2 separate regions of the Mus musculus genome follow, and region 1 is linked to region 2. A link is a contact called in public promoter capture Hi-C data. All regions are on one chromosome and are shown on one strand. The core of a region is the stretch at or near the end of the contact, and the rest is flanking DNA. Distances in the headings are between cores, read along the strand shown.

What was found. Promoter capture Hi-C pulls out the DNA fragments that hold promoters and counts their contacts.
Region 1: a promoter capture Hi-C map of hippocampal neurons shows a contact between it and region 2, with 5 times the contacts expected there. The contact joins two enhancer-like sites. A contact is called at or near these places in 1 of 39 promoter capture datasets (hippocampal neurons) and 3 of 484 Hi-C or Micro-C datasets (cerebral cortex, forebrain and nephron progenitors).

The regions. Positions count from the first base shown.
Region 1 is chr1:165,017,422-165,022,017 of GRCm38.p6, forward strand. All of the region lies in intron 5 of Gm51669 (a long non-coding RNA gene), which reads right to left. Among named protein-coding and RNA genes, the nearest start is that of Gm51669, 41 kb to the right of the region's middle. Within about 2 kb of position 1,515, at least 107 of the 459 cell types and tissues checked have an H3K27ac peak or open chromatin away from gene starts, as enhancers often do. A contact at or near this core is called in cerebral cortex, forebrain and hippocampal neurons, where this site is marked.
Region 2 is chr1:164,681,900-164,686,710 of GRCm38.p6, forward strand. No RefSeq gene overlaps it. Among named protein-coding and RNA genes, the nearest start is that of Dpt, 110 kb to the right of the region's middle. Within about 2 kb of position 2,037, at least 26 of the 459 cell types and tissues checked have an H3K27ac peak or open chromatin away from gene starts, as enhancers often do. A contact at or near this core is called in cerebral cortex, forebrain and hippocampal neurons, where this site is marked.

The DNA of each region.
Region 1 (4,596 bases), core at 265-2,764, 340 kb after region 2:
GTGTTGACCAACCATACCTTCTGGGGTTGGAGACTGGTGAAAGGGCCTTGGTTGTAGACCTGCAGGCATGGGTAGGGCTCAGCACTGCCCCCAAGGTGTTCATAGACTCTAGGGTTTGTGGGGAAAGAGACTTCCTTCTCCCCCATCAACTCTCCCCCTCCCCGCCGTTTTGGTTTTTTTGAGACATGGTTTCTCTGTGTAGCCCTGACTGTCCTGGAACTAACTCGGTAAACCAGGCTGGCCTCAGACTCAGAGATCTGCCTGCTTCTGCCTCTTGGGTGATAAGATTAAAGGTGGGAGCCACTACCTTTAAGAGACTTTTTAAAGGGTCCATTTGCTGTCTGAACTCTGAAGTAGCCTCAGAGGTAGGGTGAGGGGGTAGCAGCCATGTGATCTTACATGGCCACTCTTGGAGTCATTTTGACCTCCCTGTACTTATTAGTACTGGCTTTGAAAGAGATAATGCAAAATCCATTCCATGGAGCCCTCCTCTGAGTGAGGAGGGGAACAATGTCCCCAGGCTTTCAGAAATCAGGCTGCACAGTTACCATGGTAACCCTATTATAGTCCGGCAAGTACTCTCTGATGAAAACCTGGAAGCCAAATGGCAAATATGGCTAAGCATTACTGAAAGCCCTGCCGTTTATCATGTGGACCGTGTCATTTAACAATTGCTGAAATAACTCCAGAAGGCCTGACGTCACGAGAGGCTCAGAGGGGCATCCTTCGCCTTCTTGTTTATAGCAGCTGTGGGACATCATACATGCTGGTTTTCATACAAAGACCCACCCCAATCAAACCTTGCTCTTCCCAGTGAACAGGGTTTAAGCTTTGAACAGGTATTTATCAACCGTATTTGTCATTATACGGTCTTGAGGATACAGAGGTGAGCAAAGCAGAAAGTCCCAGTCTGCATGGAACAAGTATTCATTGGGAGTGGTATTGTGCAGGTATATAAAAATGGAGAGTTATGCCTTCAGGGTGGGTTGATGATCTCTAGAAAGATCCTTATAGGGATTGAGTCTAAGGCTGAGGGGTGACCCAGGGATCCTAGAACTCTGTGCTAACTCATATCAACTGGATCAAAGTAGGACGTGGTGGCTTTAGTATTAGAGTATATACTATTATCAAGCAATTTATACTTAGTATTATTGAATTATACAATACTATAGTATTTAGTATTATCTAGAAGTATAGTATTATATATAATATCGTATATTATAGAAACGGTGTATTTGGGGAAGAGGGAACAAGAGTCTCCGCAGAGGCGCACACACTTGTGGGCCTCTTTCTTCTTATTCTGATGATAACTGCCTCAGAATACAGACATTTCACCCAGGAGACGTGAGGCCTTAGCTCTGTAGGGGGCGGTTCTGATGCTTTGATTGGGAATTCCTGTGTGAATGCTGAAGGTCCTGTTCTTCAATTGGTTCTCGATCGATCAATAGAGATACCAGCAACCAATGGCTGGGCAGAGGAGGCGGAACTTCGAGGTTCCCGCAGGCAGGCTAGGAGATGCAAGATTGGAAAGGGAATTCACCTTGTTTCAGAGGGAGAGAGAGTCATCGGCCACATGAGATGTCCGGTGGAGTAGTCATTGGCTGCTTCCCCAGGCGGGAGATTAGAAACGCAACCAAGCTAAGGGCAGATTTACAGTGTTGAGCAATGAGTGAAGGTAAAAGCACGCTGGCTGCGGGAGCCTTAGAAGAGCCCAGCCGCTAAGCCATAAGGCAGGTTCAAAATGAGCTCTGTGTGTCTTTCATCTGCAGGTCCCTCGGAACCAGGGCAGTGGCTGGTAGCACAGTCTGCCTGGAGCTTAAAGCAGGGTAGTAGAAACTACATGCTACAAGCTCTCACTCCGTTCCTATAAAAAGATAACAAACAGTGGGCAGAATCACCAACATAACTTACGTGGAGACCGTCTTTTCCCACAGCTTTTACTGTTTGGGGAACTTTATTTTTCATTATTTCATCAAGTAAAAAAAAAAAATCCATCCTGAAGCATAACTAGATTTTCATAGTCTAAGGACATGTTCAGTCTTTCTTTGTCCCTTTCTGACCCTAGCTTTGCTTGGACAGTAACTGAGCTGCCATGAGAGAATCTAGCAATCAGTGCTGAAAATTATCTAAACACATGAGGGCCCATCCTCATTGCTAACCTAACTAAATATAGAATCACCTAGGAGACGTCTCTCTGAGTGTGTCTGTGAAGGATCTTCCAAAGAGGTTTAACTGGGAAGGGAAGATATGGGTAGCAGCGACCCATGGGCCACCCAAATGCATGGGGGCAGGGGGACACTGCCTTCCTCTCTCTGCTTCTTGACTGTGAGTACAACATAATGAGCTGCTGCACACTCGCATCACCATCATTTCTCATCATAATGGACCACACACCCTCTTAAATCATGAGCCAAAGCAAATCTTTCTTCTTTTAAGTTGCTTTCTCAGCTGTTCTGTCTTCTGTCATAGCAACAAGAAAAATACCGGATGCATCTCTCCTACCTTTACTACAGACCGATCTCCCAATTCACAGAAAATTAATACCAAGACCCTCCGTTCTCTTATGAGCACCATGTACAAGTACCCTATGTAAAATCACCTAATATTTGCATATGAGCTATTCTCATCCTTTTGTATGTTTTAAATACTAAGTTAATATCTAACCCAATGCAAATGTCATGTAAAAATTGATACATTGCCTGCATAGGAAACAATGACAAGGAAGGGGGTCTTAATGTGTTCTGCCCGGACATGATTCTAAAAATATTTCCCATCTACTTCATTCAAAACCCATGAACATGGAAAGAAAGCTATGGTTACCCTTCCACCTCTTGATCCTCACGGTTGTAACAAAAATGCTTCCCCAAGGAGCCCTACTCACTGTTGGTGGGTCTGTAAACTGGTACAGCCTCTGGAGATATCAGTAATGGAGTTTCTCAAAACCCTAAAGATATAATTACCATATGAACCAGCAAAGCCACCCCTGGACATACCCCTAAAGGACTATATAACCTGCCGCAGAAATATGTGTACAGCCCCATGTAGTACTGCACTGTTAATAACAGCCTAGTAATGGAAACAGCCCCCATGTCCATCAACTGATGAGCAGATAATGAGAATGTAAGACATTTACACATTGGGATTTTACTCAGCCATAAAGAAAAGTAAAGTTGTGAAATTTACAGCTAAGTGGGTGGAACTAGAAAAAGTATTTAGCCTTATGGTTAATGCTGATCCCAGCAATTTGACAGGGTCTACAGAGTCTTTGGAGACCAATCTCTGTGTCAAATCCCTAATAAAACAGTCTAAGAGAAAAGGAAAGGTCTATTATCATCATTGTTACTATTTTTGTTACTGTTGGTGGTAATATGATTGGATGTCAGAAGACAACTTTATAGAGTCGGCTCTCTCCTATTATCTTGAAGTTGTTCCAAAGATTGAACCAAGGTACTAGGCTTGTGGGACAGGTGTCTTTACCCACTGAGCCATTTTGCTGGGCCCTAGGAATGCTTATTTTGGTTCACAGTTGCAGAATGTTGGAGTCCATGATGACAGGGAGGCAGGCATCATGGAACTGCTCCATCCACAGTGACAGAAACGAGAAACAGCCGCGGTTCCCACTGTGGTAGGCAAAGAAAGTGAAGCCAGGCTGTCTATACTCACCAAAAACCATCTTTAGTGCCACATTCTGCCTGTGGGCCCCACCTCCTAAAGTCTCCAGTGCCCCACACCGCAAAAAGCCACCAGCTGTGAACAAATGCCCAAGATAGGAGCCAGTGTGAGCCAGACAGTTAAGATTTAAGCCCTACCACTTTCTTCCATCCATCTTTTACTATCTTCCCCTTCTGTGCCCAACTGTTTCAATGCCCTGGGGGACTGGGGGAGGCAAACTTTCACTTGCAGAGAAACCATACTAAAAATAAACCCCAGAGTCCTTTGCAATGCCGTCCTACCTCACTGACTCACATAGTACTTCCTCTCTCTCCCCCACTTTACTCCCTCGCCTGCTGCTCCGCTTAAAATTTCCCAATGCTCCCCTGAGTTCGTCCCTGTCCGTTTCCACGTTGCTCTCAGCCTGCTTTCCTTAAGGAGCCTTATGGGTTGGCAAACTCCTTAGAAGTCAGCTACTTTAACTATTGTGTTTAAATGTTAATTTATTGCTCTGATTTTTTTTTTCAGGAATTCAGCTTTGGCCCTGCTGTTCTCAAGCCCACAGGTCTAAGGCTGGCATGCAACAAACATTTCCTCAATCCTCAAAACTGCTGAGAAACCTTCTTCCGAGTTTTTATGTGTCTCTTATCCCTTTTTAATTAAAAGCGTTGTTCCTCAAAGACTTCTACTCAAAATAAGCATGATTTAATTTAATTTCTTTCTGTCTTCTTTTGTTTAGTCTCTGGTCTGATACCCTTGTGATCATAAACTATTTCAAACGCACCTTGTTTTAGTTATAGTTTGAGTTATCCTTCAGCTGAGTACCTAATTATTAGTAAAATCACCATTTCTGTGTGGAAATATTCCCAATAAGGTCCAAAAATCCAGCTTGAAAAAATTACATTTTTAATATTAATCTTTCTGCGAATTGGGAACACTATTTAG
Region 2 (4,811 bases), core at 787-3,286:
GATACCACACGTTGTCTTCATAGTATATTACTTCAATGTCCAATTCTTTTCAGTTTCAGCAGCAGCCTGCCTGGAGTTTCACATTTCAGGTAGTGACTGATGGGACAGGTGGGACTTGCTGCTTCTGGTAAGGAGAGAGGGGTTTATATACTATAGCTGCTATGCAAATTTGCTATGCAAATCTAAAATGCCATTATATCATACATTACATATACTATGATGGGAATAGTAAACGTTGAGTTGCAAAGAAATCATGCATAGCAGCAGGAACAAAACCTAAGATGAAATCGGTTGTGAAAATTGGCTCCCTTAATTTAATTGGAGTTAAGAGAATTTAGAGACCTTGCCTTAACCTAGGGAAATGGGAATGAAAATAGGTTTAGGAGATTAAAGGGAAGGCATTTGGGGATTTATTTAGTAGAAAGAATTAACTCATGGTGTTGTCTACGGTTTGTACAACAGAATGTATTTTCCAAAACACACTAATTCTGCCAGCTAATGTGATCTGAATACCCTGTTTGTACAAGTGAAGAAGTTAGGTATCTAAGCACGGGTCCGTTGTCTATTACCTCTTGTCTAGGAAAGACAGTGTGGGCGAGAAACTGAGACCCGCTCTTCTGGTTCCAAATCCTATTAATGTTTTTCCTGGAATATAGAGTCATTGTTGAAAGTCCTCAGTGTATTTGAATAGGATATGACTATTACGTCATTTCTAGCATGCTGCCTAACTTTAGACCAAAGCACTGGGAACAGAATGACATTCGTGTGGGCTTGAGGGTTTTGTACTGGGCTTGGCACTCTTGTATGGAGGAAGTCATACAAAACTATAACTAGTACCCTGACCTGTACACTGACCACAGGATCCAATATTTCCTATCACTCAGCCTTCCTCTTTCCCCCCTTGGGAGTAGAACAGATTTTGTCAACAAATGTGGTTTGGGCACCGTGCTGGGCACATGGGGAATAGAATAGAGATTTATTGCAAAGCTCTAGATCCCAGGAGCCTGCAAGTGAGACTAATAAATGCCCATGTAGGAAATCTGTGGTGCCAGTTCTCTTAGAAGGGGTGTTTCCAAGAAAGAACAGACCTAAGAAGAGAAACTGCAACAAGCCGGGGACCCTGCCAATGGGCATCAACGAGGAGCTAAGTAGACTGAAGAGGGCAGACACTTATCTCCAAGTGAAGGAACAACATTGGCCAAAGCTTATCAGACACTGGAGCAAGAGAAAAAATGGATTGTTTGACCTCTCTCTTATTAAACATGTGTACAAGTACGTGTGTGTGTGTGTGTGTGTGTGTGTGTGTGTGTGTGCCTGTCTGTCTGTCTGTCTGTCTGTCTATCTGTCTGTCTATCTGTCTGTCTGTCTGTGCATATGCATGTGGAAGCTGGAGGACAACCTTCATGGTAGTTCCTCAGTTAATTCGAATTTGTTTTGTGAGGCAAAGACTCTCATTGGCCTTGAGTTCACCAAACAGGTCAGGCTGGCTTGTTGGCAAGTACTAACAGGCATCTGCCTGTCTCTGCCTCCCCACTAGCACTGGGATTAGAAGCGTAAGCCACCCTGTCAGGCTTCCCCCTCTTTCTTTCATGTGAGTTCTAGGGAAGGAAACTCAGGTACTTAGTCTTGGTTGGTAGATAAGCACATTACTGTCACCCCAGCCCCTAAACAGTTCTTTCACTGGAAGGATTCCTTAAAAAAACCAGACAACTCAAAAGCAGGAACAATGGGAAGAGGTTTTTATCTTTGATGATCCTCCTGCAAATGCTACCTACCCTTGCTCGATATGCCCTTACTGTTGACAAGGATGCTTTTGGAGAGGTGGACCACTCATACTTAGTATATGTGATTCTGAGGGAAGAGAAAGTTGTGGGCAGATAGAAAAGAAGGGTGCAGAGGCGGTAGGTTTCTATCAAACATATTGCCCCATGGGAAGAAGCAGTCCCCAAGATACATGCTCTCCCTGGTCTTTGGAGTCTGGATTCTGTCATTGACCTTCCTCTGGGAGATTTCCCATTTTCTTTCCTCTTCCTTGCTCACTACATACTTTTTCTGCTTATGGAATATCTGGTATTTTTAGCCCAAGCAGTTGCTGTGGCAACCACTAGAGCTGAACATTTTGTTTCCCAAGAACAAATGCTTGCTTAAATATAAAAGCGTTTTTCTGTTGTTCAAAAGAACTGAATTTTCTAGCATGTAATTCAGCGCATGTGAGTGAAATTGACATTTCTCTCCTTGTATGGACTCCCAACCATGGCCATATTCTCCAAGGTTGGGGGAGATAGGATTAATCTTTACACCAGATATTGTGATATTTTTCAAAAAGGAGAATAAGAAATGATTTTATTCTGTTTAATTTGCTCCAATATTTTGGAAGATCTCAACAAGGAGTATTCCAGAGAAGGAGATGGGGGTTGCTGCCTCTTCCTCCGTAAGTGAGGAAGTGAATTCACAGACAACGACAACCTTATCTGGTCCTTCAATAAAGAGATGCCATCTTTCTTGTGTCCAGCTCACCCGCAGACAGTGCTAGTGCTGAAGAAAACAACTTTCTGTTGAATATTTTGACCTTTCTCTACTTTCTAGAAAATTTCTTGACCATGTCTGAGTATTCTTTTGATTTTTTTTTTTATCCCAAGAACACTGCATGCACACATTATAGACTGTAGACTGCAAACATCTCTCTATTTTGGTATCCAAGACTCTAGAGCTTATTCTAGCATCTAGGTTTTTTCCCAAGTACATTGGAGTGTAAGAAACGACCTCCCACACATTTAAATGAGAAATTCTTAACACTGGCTGTGTGAACTCGGGTGAAAAAAAATTCACAATGTTATTTTTGCTAATCTCAAATGAAGATTCATTATTATCCTTCTCTATAAATACAGATAACAAAATTCTGATGGTCACTTTGTAACTACTCTGAGCCTTATTCCATTACCATTGTAAGAGTTATTTAAAATGTTTGTGCCTTTTTATCATTATGTTGAAACTATGGGAATCATCAGGTATATAGAAAATACACAGACAGACATACACAGAATCATACTTACAGACACATAGACACATGCACACATAGACAGACAGACACACACAGAAACATACTTACAGACACACACAAACATAGACACACACACACACAAACATATATACACACACATGCACACACACAGATACACACACATACACAAAAACTCCTAAGCAGTTGTTTTTATGTTGGAAATTACACTTGAATATAATTGTCTTCTATTATAATATTTTATTTTATATACTTAATTTTTTTTTTGAGAAAAAGGGGTTTTCAAGACTATCAAAAGGGGTCATGTCACACCAAACACTTCCTAAAGTCTCGCCTGTTTTCTTGCAGTGACATGCTGCCATTTCTGTATCACTGGCAAGCTCAGGCTTAAGGAATCAGTTCACTGAAGTTTGAATCATGCTCTTCTGTAGCATTACCTGGATCTTGTTGAAAGGAGATGTGGTTTGGATGAGGTATCTCCCATAGGTCTTGTACATATGAATATTTGGTCTCCAGGTGCTGACCCTATTTAGGTAGGTATGGGTTTGCTAGTGGAAGTATGGTCACAGAGGGGGCAGTTTTGAGAGCTTAAAGACTTGAACATTCTGAATTTTCTCTCCCTGCTTCTTCTTTGGTTTGTGGGATGTAACTCCTCGTCTCTTAGCTTCCTGTTTTAATCACTATGCCGGTCTACTACCACACTACCTGGCTATGATGATAGTGGACCCATCCCTGTGGATCTAATGACAATAATTTAATATAAGCTGCTTTGGTCATAGTGTTTGATCTCAGCAATAGAAAACTAATTACTACACTACACCATGAACTACACCATGAAGCTTGCCTTCTTTAGCTGGAAAGATCAAGACTTTTTTTTTCCTGAATAACCTGTTGGTAAAAATTCCCTATCACCCCAGTCCTGCTCTATACTCTATTCATGGTCTCTGAAAGCCAAGAATGTCATTGACATTCAGAGAAAATGCAGAGGAAGAAATGGCATCAGGGTATTATCAAAACTCTGAGGTCAAATGGGAGTATTTGAAGCAGGAAAAGACTTAATAGGGAAGTTACAATATAGGCTCAGAAAGAGGCGAGGGCAAGCTACCAGTGGTTGTCCAGAAATCAGGAAATTTAAAGAGCTGCAGGACAACATCACTGACCTCCTTGGCTGCTGCTGCAGCAGATGGCACAATTCACTGATGGGCACCTGGAAGCCACTGACCAACGTCACACTACCCACTGACTAGGCCCACCCTGTTCACACCATGGCCCATTGCTGCTGCAGGAGCTGTAATCCTTTTGTTTCTCTCCTGCTTTTTCAGCCCCCAGTTTTTATGGTTGGGGTCTAACTCTGAACCGTGCTGGTTGGGATTCTAAGAAATGTAGCTTGCAGGTTGCTGGCCTCAGGGAAACAGGTACAGTAAAGTGGCTGGGCATTGTCTTATTAAGGGCTTCCCATTACTGTGAGAAAAAGACCAAGACCAAAAGCAAGTTGGGGAGGAAAGTTTTTCCTTTTGTTTGTTTTGGTTTGGTTTTCATAAGCTCTCGTATCATACTTTGTCACTGACAGAAATCAGGGCAGGAACTATCTGCAGTAACAGAAGCAGAATCCTTGGGGAAGTGCCTCCTAGCCTGCCTTCTTATATATCCCAGGGCCAACTGCCCAGGGGTGACAGTGCCCACAAAGGACTGGGTCCTCCCACAGAAATCATCAATCAATAAAATTCTCCACAAATTTGCTCACAGGTCAATGTGGTGGTGGCATTATTGCAACTGATGTTCTCTCTCCTCA